Linked DNA regions of Gossypium hirsutum: region 1 is linked to region 2. Evidence: chromatin contacts called from public Hi-C data. All regions are on one chromosome and are shown on one strand. Each heading gives the region's core, a stretch centred on a gene start, on an enhancer-like site or on the middle of the called end of the contact. The rest is flanking DNA. Distances are from core to core; before and after follow the strand shown. Region 1 holds the start of LOC107892208 (transcription factor SCREAM2). Region 2 has its middle 20 kb from the start of LOC121221442.

What was found. A called contact is a pair of places that touch in the nucleus more often than the background predicts.
Region 1: a Hi-C map of leaf shows a contact between it and region 2, with 2.1 times the contacts expected there. The contact joins the promoter of LOC107892208 here to the enhancer-like site in region 2. A contact is called at or near these places in 5 of 34 Hi-C or Micro-C datasets (callus and leaf).

Annotation. Positions count from the first base shown.
Region 1 is chrD09:10,994,614-11,000,600 of Gossypium_hirsutum_v2.1, reverse strand. LOC107892208 (transcription factor SCREAM2) reads right to left here and starts at 2,754. Exons shown (of 4, transcript XM_016817224.2): 1 at 2,404-2,754; 2 at 1,983-2,108; 3 at 1,721-1,894; 4 at 1,202-1,494. The coding sequence starts at 2,481. The coding sequence ends at 1,396.
Region 2 is chrD09:10,897,126-10,902,698 of Gossypium_hirsutum_v2.1, reverse strand. No RefSeq gene overlaps it. Among protein-coding and RNA genes, the nearest start is that of LOC121221442, 20 kb to the right of the region's middle. Within about 2 kb of position 2,153, at least 4 of the 9 cell types and tissues checked have an H3K27ac peak or open chromatin away from gene starts, as enhancers often do. A contact at or near this core is called in leaf, where this site is marked.

The sequences.
Region 1 (5,987 bases), core at 1,505-4,004, 97 kb before region 2:
TTTTTATTTTCTCTTTTTTTTGTATTATATGTATTAAAAATGGAAAGAATATATATAAAGTAAATTATATATATTTTTAAATTTCTGGAGATTTTCTATATATTTTTTAATTTTTTAGATTTTTCTAATTTTACGGATTTTTATGTTTTTTGTAATTTACATATTTTTAAAATATTCCTAAATATTCTATATTTTTCTTATTTTAAAATTTTTGATATTTTTCTAATTTTCTTCTATTTTTTAAAGTTTTCCCAATTTATTTTGATTTTTTAAATTTACTTCACACAAAAATATGTCGTGTGACGTGGGTCGCTGGGAGCGTGCCACATTAGCTTCTTTTAATGTTGTTAATGGTTAGAACAACGCGATACACGGTTAGAATTTTCAAGTACTAAATTGATACAAAAAATTCTTTCAGTACCAAATTGATAATTAAGTGCAAATTTAAAAGGTAAATGATTCATTATATTTCACACTCAGTACAACAAAAATTTTGTCATAATCATTTAATTTAATTTCTTTTTGTGTAGGGCTGTTGAAGTCTAGTTACCCATATGATTGTTGCGTCATTATATATCTTTGGAAGTATGATTTGTTATGAACAAAATTATCAAAGAAAATTTATAGATCAGTTTACTTGTTGAATTTTCTTATGAGTTTTGGTTCCAAAAAGCTATAACTATTAGCTGTTTAATTAGGCATGGTCCCAACCAAGTAGGAAACTAAATTTATTATGTATATGTAGCCCGAAAAGACCATCAGTATGTATAAAAGCAGCTGTGAAACTTGAAAAAGTTATTGTGAAGGCCAATAAACTAAATCCTTTTGCATGTTGCAATATCCATGCATGGCAACTACATCTACTGCACCAATGAGGAAAAAAAAATCTTCTGAACATTTCATAATAAGTTATAATAATCACTTTGTCATCGTCTTTATTGAAAATCTTATATGAATATATATATGGTCCTACCCCTAATTTAGATGCATCGTTTTCTTATATAACCTTGATGTTTATTTTCTTCTTTAACAAGCACTATTGATTGTAAGTGGTGAAACTTTACAAGCAACTTTCTTTTTAATCTTCACAAGAAGAAGCTTTAGACTTAATTACTTTATCCTTTTTACTAAGGGCTTTTCTTTTTTCTTTTTGGATCAATTACAGAAAGAGATACTAGACTGGAATTAGCACACAATAAACTAATAGAATCTGGATTTAGTCCAATTGATTCATGCATGCGGTTATCCTTAAAAGGTAGATCTCGTATTACATTTTGGTAAACTTCACTCAATATTTGAGATTAATTTTTGATTAAACGACATTGCCAATAAGGTACATATGAAAAAAACAAAAGCATGAAAAAGAAAGTTAATAGATAACAACAAAAAATCCATTTACTCCTGTTGATCAGTACCCTCACTCCAATTCTTAATAGCTTGCAACACTGCTTGTTTCACCACTTGTGCATCAATAGATTCACTTTGTTCTTCATTCTGCCAAAAAAAAATTGAAAGCAAAATATATATTATAATGCAATCCATAGTTCTACATTAACAAAATCATAATCAGATAACTCGAGAACAATGAATCATGGTTTCAAATCTAGTCTGAAGGATAAGAAAGAACATATATATATAATTTATATCAGATCGTTGTGACGATTCTTTAACCTAAATATACACATATAATTTATGTATGAAGATAAATTCAGATGCTTACTTCTCCACCAACTGCTTGTAATCGAAAGCTATCAGTGCAAGAAACCCTAGCTTCAAGAATATTAAGACCCAGTTCTTCAAAGGCTTCCAATAAAGAAACAAGCAGACCAGGGCAGCTCTTTTCTGAAAATACATTGATAAGAAAACCCTTCTCTAGTGTTTCTACTGCAACCTGCTATGTTGAAAAAAAAAAATATAATACAGTTTAAGTTGAAGTTGAAACCAAAAATAAAAGGAAGAACAAATATGAGAAAATTAATTACCATAGGCAATGCATTTTGATCATTTGAAGTTTGTGCAGCTGATATATCTTGATTCAATCTTTCTACTTTCTGTTTTAGCTCTTCAATGTACTTTGATGCGTCCACAATGATTGTTGTTTTATTCACCTGCCATGCCATGTAATTTTACAATTAAATTGGGGGGGGGGGTAACATAAAGTTTTCTTCCTCTTGCTTTCTTTCCCTTTTCTCTTTTCATTAATTTCAGAAATTTAAACACAAGCTAGATTATGAATATTCAATGAAAGATAGGATATAGGAGGAGTATCCCTTATAGCTCCAAGAAGAATAATTGAAAACCAATAAGAAACAGTGGCACACAAAAGAAGACTGCTGAATAGCAATGAAAGCAAATTAAGGGGGGCTTAGAAGGGTTATGGAAAAATAGATATAGAGAAATTACAGCATGAGAGTTTGTAATGGAACGAAGAAGTTGAAGCTTCTCATGCAGTGCTGCTCTCTTGTGCTCCCTAGAAACCATTTTCTTTTCTCTTTTTTGTGTATAATTTTTATATAATTTCTCTCTTATATCTTTGAACTTTTTTGCTCTATTATCTATTATCCCCTCTTCCTCTTCTCCTCTCTTTTTTATTTTTTTTTTCTCTTTGCTTTTCAACTCTCTGCAATGCTCTGAGAGGCTTTTTTATTTTAAGAAGGGATGAGCTCTCAAATCTGTAGGATCCTACTATTTGCTTCCCGCATGAATGCCTCAGTTTCTTACCACCATAATATAATATAGATTCCATCTCATTTTACCACATTGCCCTTTCTAATTTTGTTAATATATATTATTGCATTTTATGTGATAATTATGCTATCCAAACCTGCGTTATCCGGATTCGTAATGAGTGTTTGTATGGATATCATAATTTTTTTTTAAATTTGTTTTATATATTTTGAGTTTTATACGTTCGTTTACGTTTATTTCAAAGAAAATGGACAATTCAAGAATATGGTCCCAAAGAATTTTTAAAGTTAAATCCTACCTTAGGCAACCTTGCAAAGATTATATAGGTGTTTTGGATGTATGAGATGTTTACATTTAGTAGAAACTTAAAAGCCAATGATGCACAAAAACACCTAAGGAAAGCATCAAAACTCCATATAACTTTTGGTTTTTTAATTTGGCCGACCAAAAAAAGAAACTTAAAAGCTTTATAGCAATATGCATTACACACTATGTAACTTAAAAGCTTTATAGCAATATGCATTACACACTATGTATTATTTTGAAAGCTTTTCAACTAACATAAAATTATATCAAAAATATATTTATAATGATTTAAGCTTTATTTAGGGATCGATTTCAAGCATGATCAAATATATAATTTTTAACTAATAATCATGTGTATGTAATTAGTAATTCACTATATACAAAATTTTATATGTTGTTTTTATTTTATTTTCATAGCAAAGAATCATACTAGTCCCATAGTCTTGATTGTGCATGTATATCACTTGCCTTCTAGGAAAGTTATCTTCAAGTTCCTAGATAATTAATTAGTTTGGATGAAAAACATAGACTTAATTAATTGTGGTAGTTTCACAATATATTTTTAAATAGTTCCATATAGCTAAATAGTTTGATAATTTGATATTCTTAGATTTAGGGATCAAGATCTAAAAATTAAATTGTAAAAATTAAACTTGTACTCAAAAACTTTTTTGTTTTACCAATAGGGTAAAGAGAAAGGATTATTCAGATTTAAACTTACAACCTAATATCAAGTAAAGCAATCATTTACCTTTAACTTATAAGCCAAATAGTTTATAACAAGGTATACAAATCACACTTAGATATGAGAGATGTGCAAATTACACTTAGATATAAGGGGGGTATTTGGGGAAATGGCATTTGATGAGAAAGGAGGAAGGGGGAATGGGGGGAATCATGAGGTGAGGTCTCGTGAAGGAGTGGAAGTGAAAAAAAATGGCCATCGAAAGAAGTGAAACAAAAGGAGTGGATGTTTTAGTTTTGTGATATATTGGAATGCCTCCAAACACTCCTCACGGGGCCTTTGTTTAAGACTCTTGCCCCCCTCTCATCACCAGCTAGCCGTCACACTCTTTGTCTTCTCTCTCTCTCTCTCTCCACACGTGCCATTCTTTGCCCTTATAATCACTATAATTTTTTTCCTTACTCATCATCTTCATCAAATCAGAAACTTTGGCAATTCATTCATGCACTCAATAATTTTTGTTTTCTTGGAAATTGAATCTATTATCATCATTTCACAAGTAATTAAGGATAAGTTTGTGGAAGAAAAAATAATAATTTGACACATATGTTATTTCCATGGCAGCTATTAACTGATACATAAGTTTATTTGGATATGTATTATATGCGTTGGCATTCCCTAAAATCGGAGTTTAATCCAATTAACTTATATAATTAATTATAAAACTATTATCATAATTTTATTTTTATTTTAAATTATAATATTATGATAATATGTGTGATTTTTCAATCAATGCTAGGGTCAAGCGGTTAGTAGGGATCTGGACTCTCTTAAAAATAAAAAATTTTTTTAGCTCTTTTATAATTCATAGAATTTTAAATTAATAATGATAAAATTATATTTTGACCTCCTCTTAAAATAATAAAAATTTTATTTAATCTTTTAAAAATTATAAAGATGTATACTATTCAAATAATAAAATTATATTTTTACTATTGTAAAATATATAACTTAATTCCACCAAAAAAAATTTGGCTTCTCCTGCTTCCAATAACATAAACGCAGCCAAAAGAAAACAAAAGGAAAACATTGTGAATGGCATGTTCTGTTGTAGTGAATATTTCCAATAAGACCAATAATATTATATAAGTTATACAAAAATTTTGGGAAAGGAAAGAACACCCATTGATCTCATTGTCATATGATAAAAAAAAATATCCTTCCCTATATTCAAGTGATGAATGAAGCTACAGCATCGGGAAGAACTCGAAATGCAATAGGAGAATTTCTGATCAATCGCTAGCCATTCTCCAATGAACATATCACGAGATGTTATATAGATGTAAATATATATATCATTCAACCACATAAACATGAGTTCTTTTTGTTGTTTTTTGGTTTTTCTCATATGATCGTATATGGAAGCTATATAAGCTAGTTTGGATGAGTTTGGGTCCTTGCAATTCCAGCATTGTCTCCATTCCACAGCGACAAATTATGTACCCACCAATTCACATGTGTGCCCTTAATCATTACAACAAAACAATACTCTCAATACGTAAACCTGCGCCAACCTTGTCTCTTGCCTTCCATGAACTTGCTCTAAAAACCACTTCCTATATCAGTTTTTAGATTCCTTTTCTTTTTATTTTTTAACTTCATAAAATTCATGCAGTTATACTAGTGAGTTAAACCCTAGAATTTTTATATACAGATTTGATCTCATTAGTTAGTTTTTTTTTTCTAGTTTTTTATCCCTTATATTATTTATGATGAATAATGTACATACACTACACTTTATATAATAAAGCATCTTGCTTACATGACAAATTGTAGTTTCATCAAGAATAGCAATATGATTATAACCACACATTTATATTTATTAGGATGAATAAATTATCCACTTACAATTTCAAAAGTTAGTAACAATTATCCATGGTCAACAAAGAATCCGGTAGTGGTAACAATGGTGTCTTGAAGGTTTGGGAGTTTGAATGGGAATAACGGAGTCACATGAACAATCTACTACAAAAGAATGACAGAAGGTGGCTTTGTGGAGAAGAGTTGGTGCAGCCAAGTATGGCGAACAGAAACTTTCATGGCTGCCAAAAATGAACAAATGTAGGTCGATGTTTGCAATTTGGAAGGGTATTGTTAATAACTCTGTTGACGGGGATAGAAAAATATATGGCTCCAGTTAATTTCGTTGGGTGGTCCGATATGGTAAATATATGTTATTCTAGTATGATTGGTGTTGTTTAGATGCTCTTCCGAAGGATCTTTTTCCAAAACTATATAGAGCGTTCTT
Region 2 (5,573 bases), core at 904-3,403:
AAAGGTGAATATCCCTTGATATTTTAACCTAGTTCAACTAGTCAATGGAGAGTGTTAGTTGCAAAAAAGTTGGAGATTTAGAAAATTCTCTTTTGGATTTGATTAATATATATGTTGTTCACATGATTCATAAAATGCAGGAGTAGCATGGAAGAAGTATTAACCAATAATGTTAATGACATTTTGAATACCCTATTACAGCTTAATGATTCATACGTAATTTTTGGCTGTAATCTTTGTAATCTTTACGCGTTTTCGTGTCATTCAAATAATTAACAGTTTTATTTCTTATTTTCATTGTATTAAAGGAGAATATTATCTTTGTTATGGCATTTCCTGTTACCGATTCAAAACTCGAACATAACTCTGAATTATCAACCCACAATCCGAATAGATATAGAGGAACATGGGCCTCACAAGATAGAAGCATTAAGGGCTCGTGGGGAGAGCTCACATGATGAGCTCGTGAGCTAGGTTCGAATGCATATTACTGGGGGTTCGCAGGCAGAAGATGTGAAGTCAAGCTTGTGATACGATAAACACGTGTTAAGTCCAGAGTAGTATATATGTTGGCATGCATAGAGCTTACCGAAGACGTCATTTCGATGATCAATAACCTTATCTTATAAACACCTGATTCGATTCAGAAAATATATATTATGTGGGAAAATATCAAATAATTATTATACTTTTTATAGTACTATTCGATTCAGAAATGTTTCCCGTGACATATTCCCCATATATATTAGCTTGAAATCTACCAAATGTAAATTCCCATAAGATTACACAGCTACGACAAAAAGACACCAAGTAAAAGAGAAATTAATTCCTGAATTAGTATCTAAATTATATATTTTTTTCACTTTCGTTGGTCAAACTGTTAAGTGTATTTAAGAAAATGCTTAACCCATAAATTTGTAACTAAACCATGCATTTTCTCATTTTTGGTATTTAAACTTTTTTTTTGTTACAAGTAGTATCTAAACTATTGTTTTTTTTTTCTCAATTTGGTATCTTTGTTAACCAAATCTTTAAGTCTATTTGTTTTTCTATAAAAAATGTGGCAAAAAAGACAAAAAGCATTATTTTCTCTTTTATATATAATGTTTCTTTTTTCTCTTTAGAACAAGACAAATGGCCTAACCAAACAGGTCACGAATTCTTGATTTGATCCATTCTTCCGATTCAATCAAATAAATTATTAAAAATTTAGAAAATAAAAAATAAGTAAAAAATAGAAAATCAGACCAATTGTTTTTCTTAGCTTCATTCAACAGGCTTGTATTGGTTTGTGGCTCAATTAGTTCAACCCCTATCTCTTGACTAATATCTCAACCGGTTCCCGATCTTACTAGTCCGACAAGCCGTTCCGATCAATGAAATAACATTTTCGATCTTGTCAAGTCGAGCAAGGAAGTGATGAGGTTCAAAAATAGAATTATTCGCCAGCACCTCAACCCCATGAGGGTGAATTTCAAGCGTTGCTAGTATTGCAAAAGAAGAAGAAAAAAAGAGGAAAAATAGAAAAGAAAAACTAAATAATATAAAAGAAAAAATAAAAGAATTAAAAAATATTTTTAAAGTTTATATGATGTGAAAATTTATTTTTGGTTGGAATTTTTTAACAGATATAATATTTTGTGTAAAATGGATAACAAAAGAATAGTTTAGTTACTACTTGTGGGAAAAAAATATTTAGCTACCAATAAGGGCAAAAAATATAGAGCTTAGGTGCTAATTTATGGGATTAAGCTTTTTAAAAAATTAACGGTTTAAACCAACTTGAAAAAAAAATTTATATGTCAATTTATGATTTAACCTTAATACAAAAAAATGTCGATAAAATAAAAATTAAAAAAAATTAAATTCAAAATTTAAATGTATTAGATGGCATCTTAAAGATGAAAGTGTACATTAATTGTATTTAATATTCAATAAATATTTCTAGTCAAATTGAAAAATTCATATTACTTACCTTTGGAATAAAATAGAAGTTATTCCTTTTATTTTGGAATTCTTGTATATTTTATTGTATAATTTTAGCTTTATATATAAAAAAGATTATCCTTTTACAGAAGAGTAATATAGGATTCTTCTGACTTGGTATAGCGAAACTCACGTGGGTTTCGCTCCGGGGAAGTACATTCACATGCCAATGTGATAATGGAAACAAAATTGTAATAAATCTATAACGTTAGTTGATAAGTGCTGTTAATTGCGTGTGTATATATAGACAAAGAGAGAGAAAAAAATATTAAAGAATCTACAAAGATAACATAAAATACAAAGACAAGATCCAAGTTTTGTTGTACGGACATATTAACGTTTTGTAAGAAAATGAAGTTAGAACAATATCCAACATAAATCAAATTAAATGGATAGAAGGAAGGGTCATTTTCAATAATAAAAATATTCTTTAAATTGCATTTGTTTTTCTTGGTTATTTCTATCAAAGCTCACCAAACTATTGCCAAAACTTTGTATTAATCCCTAAACTTTAAAACGATCTGTTAAGTTCTTTTAAAGTGTAATTTTTTATTATTTTAGCTATTAATTTGGATATGACATGGAGAATAGTTAAAATATATTAAATTAAATTGTAAACATATGTATATTTATGATATGGATAATTTTGATATGAATATTAAAAATAAGCAGTGTTAATAAAGTACAAACCTTATGGTAGCAATGGATCGAATGGTTCTGAATAATCAAAACCAAATCTTTGATTAACCCCAGCAAGAAGGCCTGCTTTGTATCTAACAACAAAATAATATCTTTCTCTGTATCACATACTATATAGACATATAGTTTTTTTTAGCCACCACATGGAGATGTAATTGACAAATGGCATATTGTAGAACAGGATCTAATCCAGGAAATGCTAAAAATAGATTGAGGAGCATAAGTTGTTTTACACTATTTTTGTATAATCTCTTGGAGAAAATGCATTTGGAAGGAATTGTTGGTTGCTTTTCAAGATCATGGCAAGGTTATGGATGCTATTAATTATTCCATTGAAGAGAAGTAGATGTGGTAGACGTTTTTAATTTATTAGGTATTCATCTTTACCCGATGCTCGTAAAGCTTGTAACAAATTGAATGAGTTTTGGATACTGGGTAACAAGATAAACGTACTTATGGCTAGGTTTAAAAGTTGGATAAATTTGTGGAGACGGGTGAGGGCACAAAATATAAAAGAGGGTTGACGCATGCTCAAAGTGTTTCATCTAGTCAAGTCGAATAAAAAGAATTAAGAATTGAGTAAGAAAAATCGAAAACCAAAACGAACTAAGGTATTTGAACGTTTATGAAATGCAAGTTTAAAATAGTTATTCGAAACTGAACTCAAATATATTTTTTTTATTCAATATATAATTAATTTATTTTTTTATAATATAAAAATGAATGTTTTATATTTAAAATAATAAAAATAACTTAAAAGTTCTTAAAAGATTATTACTTTTAGAAATATTTATAAAAAAACTTTAAAATTTTATCATATAGTATGCAAAAATAATAAAACAAAGCTCATTTTTTCGAAATAAATCTAAAGATCTAAAGCTAAAAATTAATATGAAAAAATCGAAACCAAAATGAACCAAACCGAATTATGATGAATAGTTCAAAAACTCTAAAAAATTCGACCAAACTGAACTGATATCACCCTTAAAAAGCTAATTTTTCCTCAAGGTCCCATTAGAAATCAGGTTCCAATTAAGTGAAAATTAATCTTAAATCTTCCATACAAGGATTTGTTTCAAGAAGCTCATTAAGTTCTCAATAAGGTGATTCGAAGAGTGATGAAGACAAAACTTGAAAAACTTTTGTCGAAACCAAGGATCGAGAATAGGAAATTTATTAATAAATAATTTAAATTGGAAAGAACTCTTGCTTTAAGCATTGTAAAAGAGTTTCTTCCTCTAGAAGTTTAATTCGTTGATTACATGAGGTAATTCGGAGTCTTAGCCGAATAGCCCTTGGAATCCTTAAACAAACCAATATTTCGCCTTAGTAAAAAGGCATTGCATTTGTTTACTTCTCACATTGCAAGTAAGTCTTTTATTTATTATTTTATTACTTCTTTTAGTTCGTTTTAAATTCTTTAATTATTATTTTAGAGTTTTCTAGCTTTCTTGCAATGCAAGTTTGGCCAAAGAAAGAGTTTAAATAAAATTCATTGCACTTGCCCTAACTTCATTAGGGCTCTTAAGATTTTAGAATTTGCTCTTGATTTGCCACAACTCATTGTGGTAAATTAGAGTATTTTCGGCACTTAATGAGTTTGTTTTTTAGTTCTTTTATACGTTTTTATTTCATTTTTCGTTTTTAGTAGTTTAAGTTTAATTTCGATAAAATAAGCATTTTTTACGCACTTTTCTAGTGTTTTAATAAACTATGAAGCCAACTCAGGCATAAGGCATGACTAATAGGCTATTTGAGTGTGTAGGGTGCAAATTCAGGCCCAAGAATGCAAAGGACGACACCAATGTTGTGACACCAGCATGCAGCGTCGCAACACCAAACATCGAAGCATCCAAGGGATTAATTATGCAGTGTTGTGACACTGTGACGATTTTATGGAAAGATGCAGTTGTTTTCCTTGGACAACAATTTTGGATTATTTCCTTAATTGGACCATAAGCATTTAATAATATATTATATTAATTACAATCAAAGTGTATCTAGTATCGTGCGGGCACCAAACAATATTTAGCCTATATAATTCACCTTATAGCCTCTTGAGAGGGGTTTGACATTAGAGCTAGACTTGGACAGTTTTATTTTACTTCTTTTTTATTTATTTTTATTTTTATTTTTATTTTTATTTTTATTTTTGCTTAATTCAAACTTTTCTATTCTGATGTGAACATGATTGCGAGTGGAGATTGTTCCGGAACCATGCTTCAATTATTTATCAATAAGCATTCTCTTTTCTTTACTCTTTTATTTCGTTATTTATATTCCGTGAGCCTGATCAACTAATGTTTGTATGAATATTGGGATAAAATCATATGCTTTATTTATATCTAGCATGTTTTGGTTATGGAAGTGTTTAATTGATTAAGTAATTTAATGAGTGGATGTGTGCATAGTTAGTGGATTCACAATGATTTCTCATACGAATTAGTTTGTGTAATTTCATGTGTGCTTAAACCTTACGATTGACAACTCCAGGAAGTAATATAGGTAAACGGATTGAGAGACTAGGTTACCGAGTAAATAGTGGATTTATCCAAGTCAGGAAAGTGAGACCGAGAAGTAAGCCTGTATTGTTCGATTAGTTAGGCGGTAGTGATCGAGAGGTAACATTGTCTAGTTAATAATTAATTTATCATTAAAACTCGAGTTCTCCTATTTATTACAATCATTGAAGCAAGTTAATCTTCTACCTGTTAATCGAACATAGGCTAAAGCTCACACCGTTGACACTAGGAATAGGAAATTCTATTAGGTTACTTTAGGGTAATTAATTTAATTTGTTTAATTAATCTTTCAATTTGGATTCACCCTACTAACTTGTAAATCGATTAGATTAGTAATTATTCTCTTGTAATTAATTTAATAATAAA